2 separate regions of the Zea mays genome follow, and region 1 is linked to region 2. A link is a contact called in public Hi-C data. All regions are on one chromosome and are shown on one strand. Each heading gives the region's core, a stretch centred on a gene start, on an enhancer-like site or on the middle of the called end of the contact. The rest is flanking DNA. Distances are from core to core; before and after follow the strand shown.

Region 1 (7,194 bases), core at 3,946-6,445, 200 kb after region 2:
GGTAAGGCGGTCCAAGGCGTTGGAGCACCGCCCGGACGCCTAGGCGAGGTAGGCGGGCAAGGCGTCTAGGCGTTAGACCACCGCCCGGACGCCTAGGCGACGCCTAGGCGACGCCTTAAGAACAGAGGCAACAAGGCTATTTATTTATGTTGTGGTTCTAAGATTCATGGAAGTAGAATATCTAGGAACAATTTTGGATGTATTGGATCCTCCATCAGAATTGAAGTTAACAATGTTTTCTAAAAATGTTAGGAAAAATGATGGGCATATGTTTCATGAAGTCAATAGTTAGTTAAATGATTATTCAGACCAATCCTACATTAGAATTTCTTTGCTTAAGGATTTTGATTTTCTTTTATGTTTGCCAACATCGATATCTTTCTGCATCCAGGGTTTTGTCGAGGACCAATTTGGCCTTGGGTTGATTGCTCGTGCGGTGGAAGAAGGGATATCTGTCATAAAGCCTTCAGGTATTATGGTATTCAACATGGGAGGTCGACCAGGACAGGGTGTCTGTGAACGTCTATTTCGACGGCGTGGGTTTCGCATTACTAAGCTCTGGCAAACCAAAATTATGCAGGTAGTAAGGCTGTGGCACACCAGAATATTTTCTGCATCTATAGTATGTTCTGGTTAGGGACTATAGTTTCATCTATTTCTCAATGCTTTATTTTGTTTAGCACCGTTACTAATTAATTGGTTTGCTTGCAGGCTGCTGACACAGATATTTCAGCTTTGGTTGAAATTGAGAAAAACAGCAGACATCGATTCGAGTTCTTCATGGATCTTGTTGGGGATCAGCCTATCTGTGCTCGCACAGCCTGGGCATACATGAAATCTGGTGGTCACATTTCACATGCTTTGTCTGTGTATAGCTGTCAACTTCGCCAGCCCAACCAGGTTACTTTTGTGTTCTCTAATGATCTCTAAGAGTAATAATGTGACAGTTGGAATAGTACTCTTATTATTGAACTTTCAGGTGAAGAAAATATTTGAGTTTCTTAAAGATGGATTCCATGAAGTCAGCAGTTCCCTTGATTTATCCTTTGACGATGATTCTGTAGCTGAGGAAAAAATTCCCTTCCTAGCTTACCTTGCTAGTTTTCTGAAAGAGAACAAGTCAAATCCCTGTGAGCCACCAGCTGGATGTCTAAACTTTAGGAAACTTGTTGCTGGATTTATGAAGAGCTACCATCACATTCCTCTAACTCCTGATGTAAGATTTGTCTAAATTGTCTTAAAATCTACCTGTTCTATGTTTCTTTCCTATGATTCACATGATGCTGATTTTTCTCCTATCACTAGAATGTCGTTGTGTTCCCTTCTCGCTCTGTGGCAATAGAGAATGCTCTTCAATTGTTCTCACCGGCGCTTGCAATTGTTGATGAACATTTAACCAGACACTTGCCCAAGCAATGGTTAACATCTTTAGCAATTGAGGTACCTTGGTTACTCCATTATATCTGTGTGAGTTGTCATGGGTCTGGATGTTCTGTAGAACACATTTTTTTGTGAATTTCAGGGAAGAGCAGATTGTAATCACGCCGATGGTACAGTTACTGTAATTGAGGCACCACGCCAATCAGATTTACTGATTGAGTTGATCAGGAAGCTGCAGCCTCAGGTGGTTGTTACTGGCATGGCTCAATTTGAGGCTATCACCAGTGCTGCTTTTGAGAACCTACTAAACGTAACAAAAGATGTTGGCTCCCGGCTGTTCCTGGATATTTCTGAGCATCTGGAGTTGTCTAGCCTGCCAAGCTCTAATGGTGTATTGAAATATCTTGCTGGAAAGACATTACCGTCACATGCAGCTATACTGTGTGGTTTAGTAAAGAATCAGGTGCCTACAACTTTAACACAACAATTGATTTCCATTTCCATTGGTGCACTGGACCGGCATGCTGTTCCATTTGTAACCGCTTTATCTGATTTTGTGGACTAAACTTGTAGGTGTACTCTGATCTGGAGGTTGCTTTTGCCATTTCCGAAGATGCAGCTGTATATAAAGCATTATCACAAACTATTGAGCTATTGGAAGGCCACACTTCTCTGATCAGCCAGCACTATTATGGTTGCCTTTTCCACGAGCTTCTGGCATTTCAGATTGCTGACCGTCATCCACAGCAAGAGGTAAAGGGTTTACCTCACCCATAATCCATCCTTACCATTAACTTTCATGTTCAATAGTTCCCTTTTGTAATGATTACTGAACATTCCCCTTAGTTGAATAGTAGCTATTCAAAATGCGCAGCCGAATGTGTGGTAGGATGTCTTGTTGTGTTCCTTTTCAGACCTTAACGGTGCCCTTTATTTGTTCTTTGTTTATCTTTGCTCTTTTTCAGAGACAACCTGCGGAAGTGATACCTCAGCAGATGATAGGATTTTCTGACCCAGCTGTGTCTACCCTAAAGGCTACTGAATTTTTCGTTCCTGGTTCAGCTGAATCCAGCATTATTCATATGGATTTAGATCGCAGCTTCCTGCCAGTACCTTCAGCAGTGAATGCGTCTGTTTTTGAAAGTTTTGTCAGGCAGAACATCACTGATTCTGAAACCGATGTCCGTTCCAGCATCCAACAGCTGGTGAAAGACAGCTATGGTTTATCCGCAGCTGGTTGTGCAGAAATTATCTACGGAAACACCTCCGTAGCACTCTTCAACAAGCTCGTCCTTTGTTGCATGCAAGAACAGGGCACCTTGCTTTTCCCCTTGGGCACCAATGGCCACTACGTCTCCGCAGCAAAGTTTGTGAACGCTAGCACCGTGACTATACCGACAAATCCCAGTTCAGGGTTCAGGATCGAGCCCAAGGTTCTAGCTGACACTCTTAAGAATGTATCTCGGCCGTGGGTGTATGTTTGCGGCCCCACGATCAACCCTACTGGCTTTCTGTACAGTGACAGTGACATCCGAGAGCTGCTCTCCGTATGCGCTGAATATGGAGCCAGGGTAGTGATAGATACATCCTTCTCTGGCCTGGAGTACGAGACCGATGGATGGAGGCAGTGGAATCTGGCAGGATGCCTTTCCTCTTTGAAGCGTTCAGAGCCATCGTTCTCTGTGGTCCTGCTCGGAGAGCTGTCCTTTGCGCTGACTGCAGGTGGGCATGACTTTGGGTTTGTGATATTGGGTGACTCGTCGTTGGCTGAGACGTTCCATAGTTTTTCTAGCTTGAGTCGACCGCACACCACATTGAAGTACACTTTCAAGAAGCTGCTGGGGCTTAAGAACCAGAAGGACCAGCATTTCTCGGATCTGATAGTGGAGCAGAAGGAGGAGCTGAAGAATCGCGCCAACCAGTTGATACAGGTTAGCTAGCTCATCACACGCTCTGCAACCATTGTGTGATTCCATCCATCTATCTATCTATCCTTAATGTCTGACTCATGGTGATTTTACAATGATATGAACAGACACTGGAGAGCTGTGGCTGGGAAGCTGCCATCGGTTGCGGTGGCATCTCGATGCTGGCGAAGCCCACCGCGTACATGGGGAAGGCCTTCAAAGCTGCTGGCTTCGACGGCGAGCTGGACGCGAGCAACATCCGGGAAGCCATCCTGAGGGCCACTGGGCTGTGCATAAACAGCAGCTCCTGGACGGGGATCCCTGGCTACTGCCGGTTCAGCTTTGCTCTGGAGAGGGGGGAATTCGAGCGTGCGATGGGATGCATAGCTCGGTTCAAGGAGCTGGTTCTGGGAGGCGCTCAGATGAATGGTGCCTGATGGAGCAATCCATGTTATACGTAACCTTGGTGCTGTGTAGTAGCGATGATATTGTTCCAGGTGATGGAGATATCAAGGAATAACAAGAGCCTACCTGCTGTGAAGTCAATGTACTACTAGGATGGATAGGGCGCTTCGATGCGCCCTTTCTGTCTTCGAATTGCTGTGCTGTGCACGGAGAATAAACATATACTATTATATATATACATACAATTTGCTAAGATATACTCCTATTTGTTGTCGTTCCATGCATAACCGTAACCCATTAATTCCAAAGAAACCTGGGGGGTCATGATCTTGTGAACCGTTGGGATCATGATTAGAGGGAAATTTTTGTTTTTAGAATGGATTGCGCAGCTTGATTTAACTGGAAATACTGATTTGATGGATGGAATGGAACAAGTGTACATAAATTGTTGGAGGTTACAATGTAGGCCTGCATCAGGCCTTAGGTGCAAGCAGACACGAGCTACAACAGTAGCTTGTTAGGGAGTTCATCTTTACAAAGATGGACGAGCTGGTGGTATAAGAGCTTAATCAATGTTAAGGCTCCCTTTGGCAATTTTTCCCATTTCCTGTATGATTTCTTTAAAATTCCTGCTTTTTAAAGGAGCCCTATATATAACATACAATTGGATCATATAATGTAACGGACCTCAAAGCTTGTTTGCATCCGTACGACCGACTGGAGTTCGATCAACATTAATCTATGACTATTGTTACATCTTATTACGAACTAATGATTTATATGCTACCACTATGTACTAGTCCTGTAGCAGTTGTTGTTGACTTGCCTAGGGGTAGGCATTTTAAAATAAAAATTCAAACCCGAATATATCGAATTGTCAGTCTATTCGGGTTCAAGTTCGGTTCCTATATATGCTATGTTTAGAGGTATGAGTTCGGGTTCGGTTTCTAACCTTTAAAACCCGAATAGACCGAATAACCCAAAATATAAAAAAACTGAAGATATTATATTTATTAATTTATTAGTTAAAAATTATAATATCATCTTAACGATAGTATATATATCTCTGTATGATATTTTTTATAGTCACTTGTTATAATAATAATATTTCGAATTAATTATTCATTGTATATATTTTAATAAAAAATACAAGTCTCTCTACTATTCGGATCTATTCGGTGGATCGAATAGACCGAACCAAAATCGTGAGTTTATTCGAGTTCGGTTCCTAAAACTATTTTAAAATTTCAGTTCTTATTTTTTAAATCCAAAATTTTATAAACTCGAATAAATCGAACCAAATTACCCTAATCCACAGAATGCCGACTTGCCAACTGCGAGTGTGATGGGCTGCTGATGGCTCGGGCATCAGGCGCAGTATACTTCTCCAGACGGCCGGACAAGCCGTGGTGGGCCTGACACAAATTAAGTGGGCCGGTCCGGGCGACATGCAACAAGTGAAGAAGAGGAAGAAAGGAGACGAGAAAGAAAGGAAACCCTAGGCCGCTACGCCCTTGGCCCCTTCTCTCTCTTCGTCGCGCCGCCGTAGCACGACTCCGACTCGGCCATGGCGACACCCCCAGCTCTCCTATTCCCTTCGCCCTCTTCGGCATCTTCTCCGCCGTCATCCGCGCAGGTAGAGGCGGTGGTCCTCTTCAACGTCTGCGACAGCTACGTGCGGCGACCGGACCAGGCAGACCGTGTCATCGGCACCCTCCTTGGATCCCTCCTCCCCGATGGCACCGTCCACGTCCGCAACTCCTACGTGGTCCCCCACAGCGAGTCGGCCGACCAGGTCGGTTCGGATCACGTCCCCAACCACCTCACGGATCGATTCATTCCTTCATTCCATCGCATTGGGTCACTTGCTGATGCTGGGCGGTGATGCAGGTCGCCATCGACATCGACTACCACCATAACATGTACGCCTCGCACCAGAAGGTGAACCCCAAGGAAGTCATCGTCGGATGGTGAGCAACCCACCCCATCGCCTCACGATTCCACACCCTCGTTTTATTTATTTTTTCTGGCTCCATCGGTATATCAACACATATGTGAATGCCAGTGCTCCTAATGATTATATAATTGGGCACCGTTTATATGCAACAACTGAATCCCCCAATGCATAGTGTGTTTTTTTGGGCTGAATTACTTTGAGTGGATGCACCCATTTTTCTTATCAAATGCACATTATGCACTGTACATCTCGTTGTTAGGATACTGCTTTGACATTACAAGGCAGATAGCAGCCGAGGACAGAATAACTCTAGAGTAATTAGTTCCATCTTTGTGATTAACAACCATCGATGTGCTCAGAGCTATATTCAGTGTCAGTTGCTTTGATATCATCGAAAGCACATTCAGACACTAGAAAAATCGGCTTGGAAAGCCTGTGAATTGGTTTGCCAAGTATCCTTACTGAACTTTTCAAACCTGTATGTTACCTATCTACTTGTGTAGGTTCTCGACTGGATTTGGTGTTTCTGGGGGAAGTACGCTTATCCATGAGTTCTATTCAAGGGAAGTACAAAGCCCCATCCATCTTACAGTCGACACCGGCTTCACTAGGGGGGAAGCTTCCATCAAAGCCTACGTCTCATCCAACCTGTCCCTCGGTGATAGGCAACTCGCTGCGCAATTTCAGGAAATCCCTCTGGATCTTAGGATGATCGGGGCAGAAAAGGCTGGATGTATGTGTCACTTTCCTGTATGCTAATTCATTCATCGTGTATTATATATTGATGATTGTTTTGGATTACCGGACTGAATTTTGAAGAGCAGAAACACTTTAAGAAATATGTAAATGGCATAGAAGAATGAACTTGCCGCATTGAATGAGAACCCATCAATCCTGCTAGCTGTAGGCTTGCAGTATTTGCAGTGTTAAATTCGTTTATGTTTTTATAAGTATTGGTTTAACACATATTTTCCTGCTGTTTGGGGAAAAATTCATTTTGCACTTGTATTAATTAGTATTTCAGTTACGTTTCTGAACTTCTCAGGAATAGCCATAGCCACAGCAGTAGTTGGATAGTAATAATGCCTCTGTTTCCATTGCTGTATTTGATTTCTCGCAAATAGCTGCTGTTTGTTAGAACCATAATACAGTCTCAATTTTAGTAGCAGAACATTTCAAACTTCCATCACTCTTACTATCTTTTGGTACAGTTGAGATCCTGAAATCTACGATGGTAGAGAAGCTCCCCAATGATCTGGAAGGAATGGAGTCCTCAATGGAGAAGCTTTACATTCTTATTGATGAGATCTACAAATACGTCGATGATGTTGTGGTACGGATCTCTCTCTCTCTCACTCACTCTCCTGCATCTGTTTTTTTCTATTTTATTTTGATTTATTTGGACGCGGGTGAGTAACCTCCATATGACATTGAAGGAAGGACGCGTGGCACCTGATAACAGAATCGGAAGGTTGGTCTCTGAATCTGTTGCTTCAATGCCGAAATTGTCCCCAGCTGCTTTCGATAAGCTTTTCAATGACAAGA
Region 2 (7,641 bases), core at 2,609-5,108:
AGTATTCAGCACACCACTTTACCTTGTTTGCAAGTGGGCAATCAGCAAAGACCAAATTATCTGCCTATGGAGGTTAGTGTCTTCTGTGAGCTGTATTACAATCACTATACTAATTATTGCACTATGCTTATCTATTCATATGATTTCTAAATGCTATATCCAGCTTCAGCATGTTTTCATATGTTGCTTATGGCATTGAAATTTCCAGGTCTGTAAGATAGTTGAGGGGCAGCGCTACTCAAAACGACTTAATGATAAACAGATCACTGCTCTACTGAAGGTGACTTGCCAACGTCCCCAAGCACGTGAGAAGGACATCTTGGAGGTGATTGTGATCATATTTCTTGGAGTCTGCTTCTAACCCGTGACCTGGTGACTTAGTGAGACATCTCTCACCACTGCACCAGGCCTGCCCTTCTTCTGCAAAATTACATATTTGTTATTATTGATGCATATATAATGACTAAATATATGGAATATTTTGTTTCTCTTGTTTGATTAATTAGATTTTGCCTTCACAAAAATAAACCAATGAACTGATGATTCTAAATCTCTTGTTTGTCTCACCTATTTGATCAGACTGTGTATCACAATGCCTACTCCAAGGATCCTTATGCCCAGGAATTTGGTATAACGATTGATGAGCGTCTTGCATCGGTTGAAGCTCGTGTTCTGCCTCCCCCAAGGGTCAGCGAGTTTCACCTTGCTTTAATTTTAACAGCACATAACAGTTGATTTGCATATTTCGGCATACTTTGACCTGGTATTCTTCTTTCTATGTAATAGCTGAAATACCATGATAGTGGCAGAGAAAGGGATGTATTGCCAAAAATTGGCCAGTGGAACATGATGAATAAGGTATGTCTCGTTATGACTATGCCACCAAGACAGTTTCATATTGTTTCTGTCATCCCCTTATCTCACAATTCCATGTGCTTGTGTAGTTTTACATGGGAAAATTCTATCATGAGCGTCTAGTTTATCTGAAATTTTGCTCTTGTATTGCCTGCGTTTGCAATCGCCCTGTTAGTTAATTTATGTCTAATATTTATGCCACTCGCCACTTAAATTGCCCGTTTAGGTTAATACTCATATGCCTTTAATATCGTATTAACATAAACTTAATCTATTTTCTGTAGCTCACCCTTTGTTTTTCTACTTATTCCCTTTTGTGTTCTCCTGATTGATCATTAAGCATTTTGCAACTTTTCTCATGATTGTTTTTAAAATGTTCTTTATTGCTGTAGAAAATGGTCAATGGTGGTAGAGTTAGCAGCTGGGCATGCATTAACTTCTCACGGAATGTGCAAGATGGTGCTGCCGGGAGTTTCTGTCATGAATTGGCTTTGATGTGCCAAGTATCAGGAATGGTATGCGTATCACTCGGAACTTGAATATACATCTGTTTGTCATTTTGATTTTCATTTGTGTTATTTGCTCTTCTTACTCTCTTTTAGGATTTTGTACTTGAACCTGTGCTGTCACCTTGCTATGCAAGGCCTGAACTTGTTGAAAGAGCACTAAAGGGACGCTATCAAGATGCGATGAACATACTCGGGCCTCAGGGCCGAGAACTCGACTTGCTGATTGTTATACTGCCTGACAATAATGGTTCTCTTTACGGTATGTTTTCTTCCAAAAGGCTTGGGCATTTGCTCAATGAATAAGATTTGCTATTAATTTTCTTCTCATTCTTCAGGGGATGTCAAAAGGATCTGTGAGACTAATCTTGGATTGGTCTCCCAATGCTGTCTGACTAAACATGTTTTCAAGGTGAACAAGCAGCAGTATCTTGCAAATGTTGCCCTGAAAATAAATGTGAAGGTATGTAGTTGCGCTAACTCTTCTAATCTTGATTTTAACACCGATTCTCCTCTTAAAGTTATCATACTTTTAAGGTTGGGGGAAGGAATACTGTGCTTGTTGATGCTTTGGCAAGGAGAATCCCCCTTGTCAGTGACATAGCGACTATTATCTTTGGTGCTGATGTGACCCATCCCCATCCTGGGGAAGATTCTAGTCCTTCCATTGCAGCTGTAAGTGAAGACCTATCCTGACAAAGAAATGCTACCTTTCAGTTGAAGCTTTACTATTTTTTTCTCACTGTTTTTCTCCTAGGTGGTTGCTTCTCAAGACTGGCCTGAGGTTACAAAGTATGCAGGATTGGTGAGTGCTCAAGCCCATCGTCAAGAATTGATACAGGATCTTTTCAAGGTATGGCAAGATCCCGAAAGGGGGACTGTCTCTGGTGGCATGATCAGGTATGATCTTTATTAAGATAAGTGAGATGCATTCGCTCCTACTCTTACACGCTTGGATTCTTCCAGATACATAACTTTTGTTGGTTGTGCAGGGAGCTTCTCATATCTTTCTGGAGGGCAACTGGACAGAAACCAAAGAGGATCATATTCTACAGGTTTGTATCCTTTCATGAGCACCTTCTCTGACTGCCACTCCCTGTATATTAAACACTTTATCACTTTCAGGGATGGCGTCAGTGAGGGACAATTCTACCAAGTTCTGTTGTATGAACTTGATGCCATTAGAAAGGTGAACTTGATTTGAATGCATTAGTTTGGTAACTGGCTTCACTTTATTTTTTATCTCTGACCACCATTGTGAAACTATGGATATAGGCCTGTGCGTCATTGGAGTCTGACTACCAGCCTCCAGTTACTTTTGTCGTGGTCCAGAAGCGTCATCACACCAGGTTGTTTGCTAATAATCACAATGATAATCGTGCTGTCGATAAAAGCGGGAACATACTGCCTGGTTAGTTCTCGATGTGTCCTTCGTTGCATTTTAAGCTTTATTTTATAATCTGAAATTCTGAATGTCCTAAAACTCTTTTTTTTTGTGGAAATATAGGCACCGTGGTGGACTCGAAGATCTGCCATCCAACTGAGTTTGATTTCTACCTGTGCAGCCATGCTGGCATTCAGGTTGGGTTTCCCTGTCCCATATCTGAATCTCATTACTTGTTTTACCAAGCTAATGGGGGGTCCTTTCAGGGAACAAGCCGCCCTGCCCATTACCATGTTCTGTGGGATGAGAACAACTTTACGGCTGATGGGTTGCAAACTCTCACCAACAACTTGTGTTACACGTAACGTTTTACTGCTCCCGTCCATTGCTTTAGTTCTTTTGATTGATTTCAAAGCTGAAGATGAACCTTTTTCAGGTATGCTAGGTGCACACGCTCAGTATCGATTGGTAAGTTCTAGTTGGCATTTGAGTTCAATTTCTTGGTCACCGTTGAGGTACACAGAATGCTGACCCGCAATTTGGATCGGTTGCAGTTCCTCCTGCATACTATGCTCACCTGGCAGCCTTCCGAGCTCGGTTCTACATGGAGCCAGATACGAGTGACAGTGGATCTATGGCAAGCCGTGGCCCTCCACCAGGGGGGCGCAACACCAAGGCTGCTGGTGTTGGGAATGTTGCTGTGAGGCCATTACCTGCCCTCAAGGAAAACGTGAAGCGGGTCATGTTCTACTGCTAAGACTGATGCTGTTAAGGCAGAGCTACCTTTTATTATTACAGTATATCGTGAAGACTAGAGTATTTTTTCCATGTACTTGATGATGCTGAGCTACCTTTTATTATGTCGTACGATATATATGCGTGGTACTGGTTACAGTAACTTTAGTTGTGTGTTCCATCGTCATGCTGGTCTCTAGCTGGTGGGCAGGTGGTGTTACGTGAAAAACATTCTCTAAAATTCATCAAATTTGGACATAGACTTGAACATATCAAGAAAAAGAGTGGATGTATTTCACTTACCCCATCCTCACTTCTTGGGCTCGTGATGAAAAGAGCTTGATTAATAAATTCCGAAGGAAATGATATTTTGAACGGAAAGACCTTGGCATCGTCAGCGGCGGGGTCACCGTACCGTTGGTATTATATTATACTGATTTACTGAATACGTAATTAATTAGGTGACTGAAAATATGACGATGAGGTGACGCATGTTCGTCTCATCTGTTGACTGCGAATAGCCGCCGGCTGTCGGCGGCGTGCAGCTTCCTGCCTTCTTCGTCTTCCTCACTTCATCTTTCTTTTGGCTGCAGCATCATCATCGTCGACTCTATAAATTAATGTAATGACTGTCCATCTCTCCTCCCATTGCTTACCTTCCTTGCTCCATTCTATACGTACATAGTAGTACTGAATCATCAGATCACACCGACCATGGCCATGGAGACGCAGACGCCCGAGACCATCGTCCCTCCGACCACCATCCCTCCTCTTCTGACCCCCTACAAGATGGGCGCATTTGAGCTGGAACACAGGGTGGTGCTGGCGCCGCTGACGCGGCAGCGCTCCTACGGCAACGTCCCGCAGCCGCACGGCGCCGTCTACTACGCGCAGCGCGCCACCCGGGGCGGCCTCCTCATCACTGAGGCCACGGGCGTCTCCGACACGGCGCAGGGCTACACCGACACGCCGGGAGTGTGGACGCCCGACCAGGTGGCGGCGTGGCGGCCCATCGTAGACGCCGTCCACGCCAAGGGCGCCGTCTTCTTCTGCCAGCTCTGGCACGTCGGCCGCGTCTCCACCACCGCGCTCCAGCCGGGCGGGGCCGCGCCCATCTCCAGCACCGACCGGGCCGTCGCGCCGCAGCTCAGCTTCGACGGCCACCTCGAGAAGTTCTCCCCGCCGCGCCGCCTGGAGGCGCGCGAGATCCCCGCCATCGTCGACGACTTCCGCCGCGCGGCGCGCAACGCGCTCCTCGCGGGCTTCGACGGCGTCGAGGTCCACGGCGCCAACGGCTACCTCATCGAGCAGTTCCTCAAGGACAGCGCCAACGACCGGGACGACGAGTACGGCGGCTCCCTCGAGAACCGCTGCCGCTTCGCGCTCGAGGTCGTGCGCGCCGTCGCCGGCGAGGTCGGGCCGGGCCGCGTCGGCGTCCGCCTCTCCCCCTTCACTGACTACATGGACTGCCACGACTCCGACCCGGAGGCCCTGGCGGGGTACCTCGTCCGCAGCCTCAGCGACGTCGGTGTGCTCTACTGCCACATGATCGAGCCACGGATGGCCATCGTTGACGGCCGACGCCAGATCCCGCACCGCCTGCGCCCGTTCAGGGAGGCATTCCGGGGCACCTTCATCGCCGCCGGAGGGTACGACAGGGCGGAGGGGGACAAGGTGGTGGAGGAAGGCTACACGGACCTCGTCGCCTACGGCAGGCTGTTCCTGGCCAACCCGGATCTGCCCCGGAGGTTCCGCCTCCCCGACGCGCCGCTCAACAAGTACGACCGCACCACCTTCTACACCTCCGACCCCGTCATTGGATACACAGACTACCCCTTTCTCGCCGACGCCGACGCCGACAAATAAATGATCCATCTACCGTCGCCGACACGCCGGCCTCCCCTCCCCTCCCGGCCTCCCCAGTCCCCTCCCCTCCCTCTGCTCTGCTGTACGTACGTACGTGTTCACGCCAATGCCATGATCCATGCCAGCCGGCCAATTTATACATCTTATACTATAACCCAGGACGATATCAAGCCCTGGATGCTAAACGATCATTTTGATGGCCCAGTCATAAAATGGGCCGTCTACTGGCTAAACAAATAAGGCCCATTTTCAGCTTTCTTGTCCACCAGAAAAAAAATGGCTCTGGCTTTCTTGTGGTGGATCGGTTTTGGTATGTTTGTACTCTTGCTCTACCAAATCAGTATAAACCTGAAATTCTACATTCTTCTGCGTCAACTACGTAGTAGGTACATATGCTGCCGATTGAACGAAATAAATATGGTGAACACCGGCGGCAACGCACCTGATTGGTTGGTTGGTCAAGCAAATTTCCACATGATATGGTATATTAGGACACGTTGGCCATAAGTGCGTTGTCACTAATTATACACCAAGAGCTTCTACACATACTAGTGAACAAAGCACTAGTGAACAAAGCACGTATAACCTAAGTAATAGGACATATATGGCTAGAGCATATGCATGTCGTTCTACAAAACCTACAATCCCTACTACTCCTTAAGGGCCTATCGTAGGCGTCCACAACAGTATATGGCACACGGTTCTGCATCGGCGCCATCAACGCCCGCGACCCCCACCATCCTCCCCACCGCCCGCCCTGGCGCCTCCGGCATCCTCGGATCCACCTGCCCTGGCCCCCCGCCATCCTCGGATCCACCGTGCCCCCGCCCTAGCACCTCCGGCCTCCACCCGCGCGTCCACGCCCCTGCGCGCCCAAATCTCGCATCCCCACCCTCCTCCCCACGCCATCAATGGCGCGTGCAGATCCCAGGTGGCTGAGGATCCGCCCCACCCTCCTCCCCACGCCGTCGATGACGCGTGCAGATCCCAGGTGGCTGAGGATCCGCCCCACCCTCCTCCCCTCCCCACGCCGTTAATGGCACACGCAGATCCCAGGTGGCTGAGGATCTGCCCCACCCTCCTCCCCATGTCGTCGATGGCACACGCAGATCCCAGGTGGTCGAGGATCGGCCCCACCCTCCTCCCCCACCTTCTAGGCCTCTGTCGTGCCCCCGCATGCGGGTATGTCCCGCATCACGAGATTCCGGTCTCCATCGGCGTGATCCAGTCCCCCACCCATCCGCGCGATCCCCTCCCCTGTGACCGATCTCTCTATGGAATACCGGGGTCGCCTCTCCCCCATGATCCAAAAACTCGACGCGATCTCTCTATGGATTAAGCCGACGCCATTTGAAGGATCTACAACGGCGACGAGGTAAGCTCTTTTGGTCTTTTTTTCTGCAGCGGTGGCGAGGTAAGCTCTCGGGTTGGCACAGCCGTACAAGTTCATTTCTTGGTTGGATTTCCACCTCCTTTCTGCTAAACCGTGACTTAATTAGGTTTAGGAGATTTTCTCAAATTCGACAGGCTATTGGTCTCGGATTCATATATATAGTCTCCTAATTAAGCGAGGAGGACAAGAACTTTAGATACTTTTCATAAACCCTCATGCTCATTCAGATTGTTATGTTTGTCTGTACTGCACCATTCTTTTGTGTTGTTTGTACAACCCTATTTGACATTTTTCTTGTTGGGGGTATATGTGAATATGGCATCTGATCTTTGTTGCTTGTGTGAGTAGTGCGTAGGGATTTGTTAGAGATGGCCAGATGGGAAACGAGTCAGAGAACGTGCTCTCAAGAAGAACGAGGAGAGTTGATCCTCTTGAAGGACTGAGGAAATATAAGGGAGGGTACAACATCACTGACAAGCACTACTAGAGTGTAAACTCCCTACATATCTGAAATGTTAACATACCTGGCGTAGAACACATTCTTTCATAGCAGAAGACCAGATAGGCCTAGTCATCTTCATTTTTTAGAGAAATGGAAGTTTGGTTCTGAGAGCACCTAGAGGGGGGGGGGGGTGAATAGGTGATCCTGTAGAAACTTAAACTTACAGCCACAAAAACTTGTTAAGCGTTAGTACAGTTAATGCCAAGTGGCTAGAGCGAAGATCTTGCACAATATGATAATCACGAGAAGTTCAACACAGAGAAGACACAGTGATTTATCCCGTGGTTCGGCCAAGTACAAAACTTGCCTACTCCACGTTGTGGCGTCCCAACGGACGAGAGTTGCACTCAACTCCTCTCAAGTGATCCAATGATCAACTTGAATACCACAGTGTTATGCT

The links. A called contact is a pair of places that touch in the nucleus more often than the background predicts.
Region 1: a Hi-C map of tassel shows a contact between it and region 2, with 5 times the contacts expected there. The contact joins the promoter of LOC100216874 here to the promoter of opr4 in region 2. A contact is called at or near these places in 16 of 25 Hi-C or Micro-C datasets (bundle sheath, ear, endosperm and 5 more) and 1 of 3 datasets of contacts at active chromatin or transcription factors (seedling).

Annotation. Positions count from the first base shown.
Region 1 is chr8:138,638,979-138,646,172 of Zm-B73-REFERENCE-NAM-5.0, forward strand. It overlaps LOC100216874, which reads left to right and starts at 5,196. Exons shown (of 2, transcript NM_001143263.1): 1 at 5,196-5,487; 2 at 5,583-6,577. The coding sequence starts at 5,260. The coding sequence ends at 5,666. MMT1 (Methionine S-methyltransferase) reads left to right here. Exons shown (of 12, transcript NM_001111471.2): 5 at 392-580; 6 at 712-900; 7 at 980-1,216; 8 at 1,306-1,440; 9 at 1,523-1,843; 10 at 1,954-2,133; 11 at 2,346-3,311; 12 at 3,416-3,945. The coding sequence ends at 3,724.
Region 2 is chr8:138,441,128-138,448,768 of Zm-B73-REFERENCE-NAM-5.0, forward strand. It overlaps opr4 (12-oxophytodienate reductase4), which reads left to right and starts at 3,859. Exons shown (of 1, transcript NM_001112361.2): 1 at 3,859-5,652. The coding sequence starts at 4,195. The coding sequence ends at 5,346. LOC100193970 reads left to right here. Exons shown (of 23, transcript NM_001350108.1): 8 at 1-72; 9 at 209-325; 10 at 580-687; 11 at 787-858; 12 at 1,248-1,370; 13 at 1,458-1,623; 14 at 1,700-1,824; 15 at 1,899-2,036; 16 at 2,119-2,261; 17 at 2,354-2,416; 18 at 2,487-2,550; 19 at 2,637-2,772; 20 at 2,869-2,942; 21 at 3,012-3,106; 2 more. The coding sequence ends at 3,502.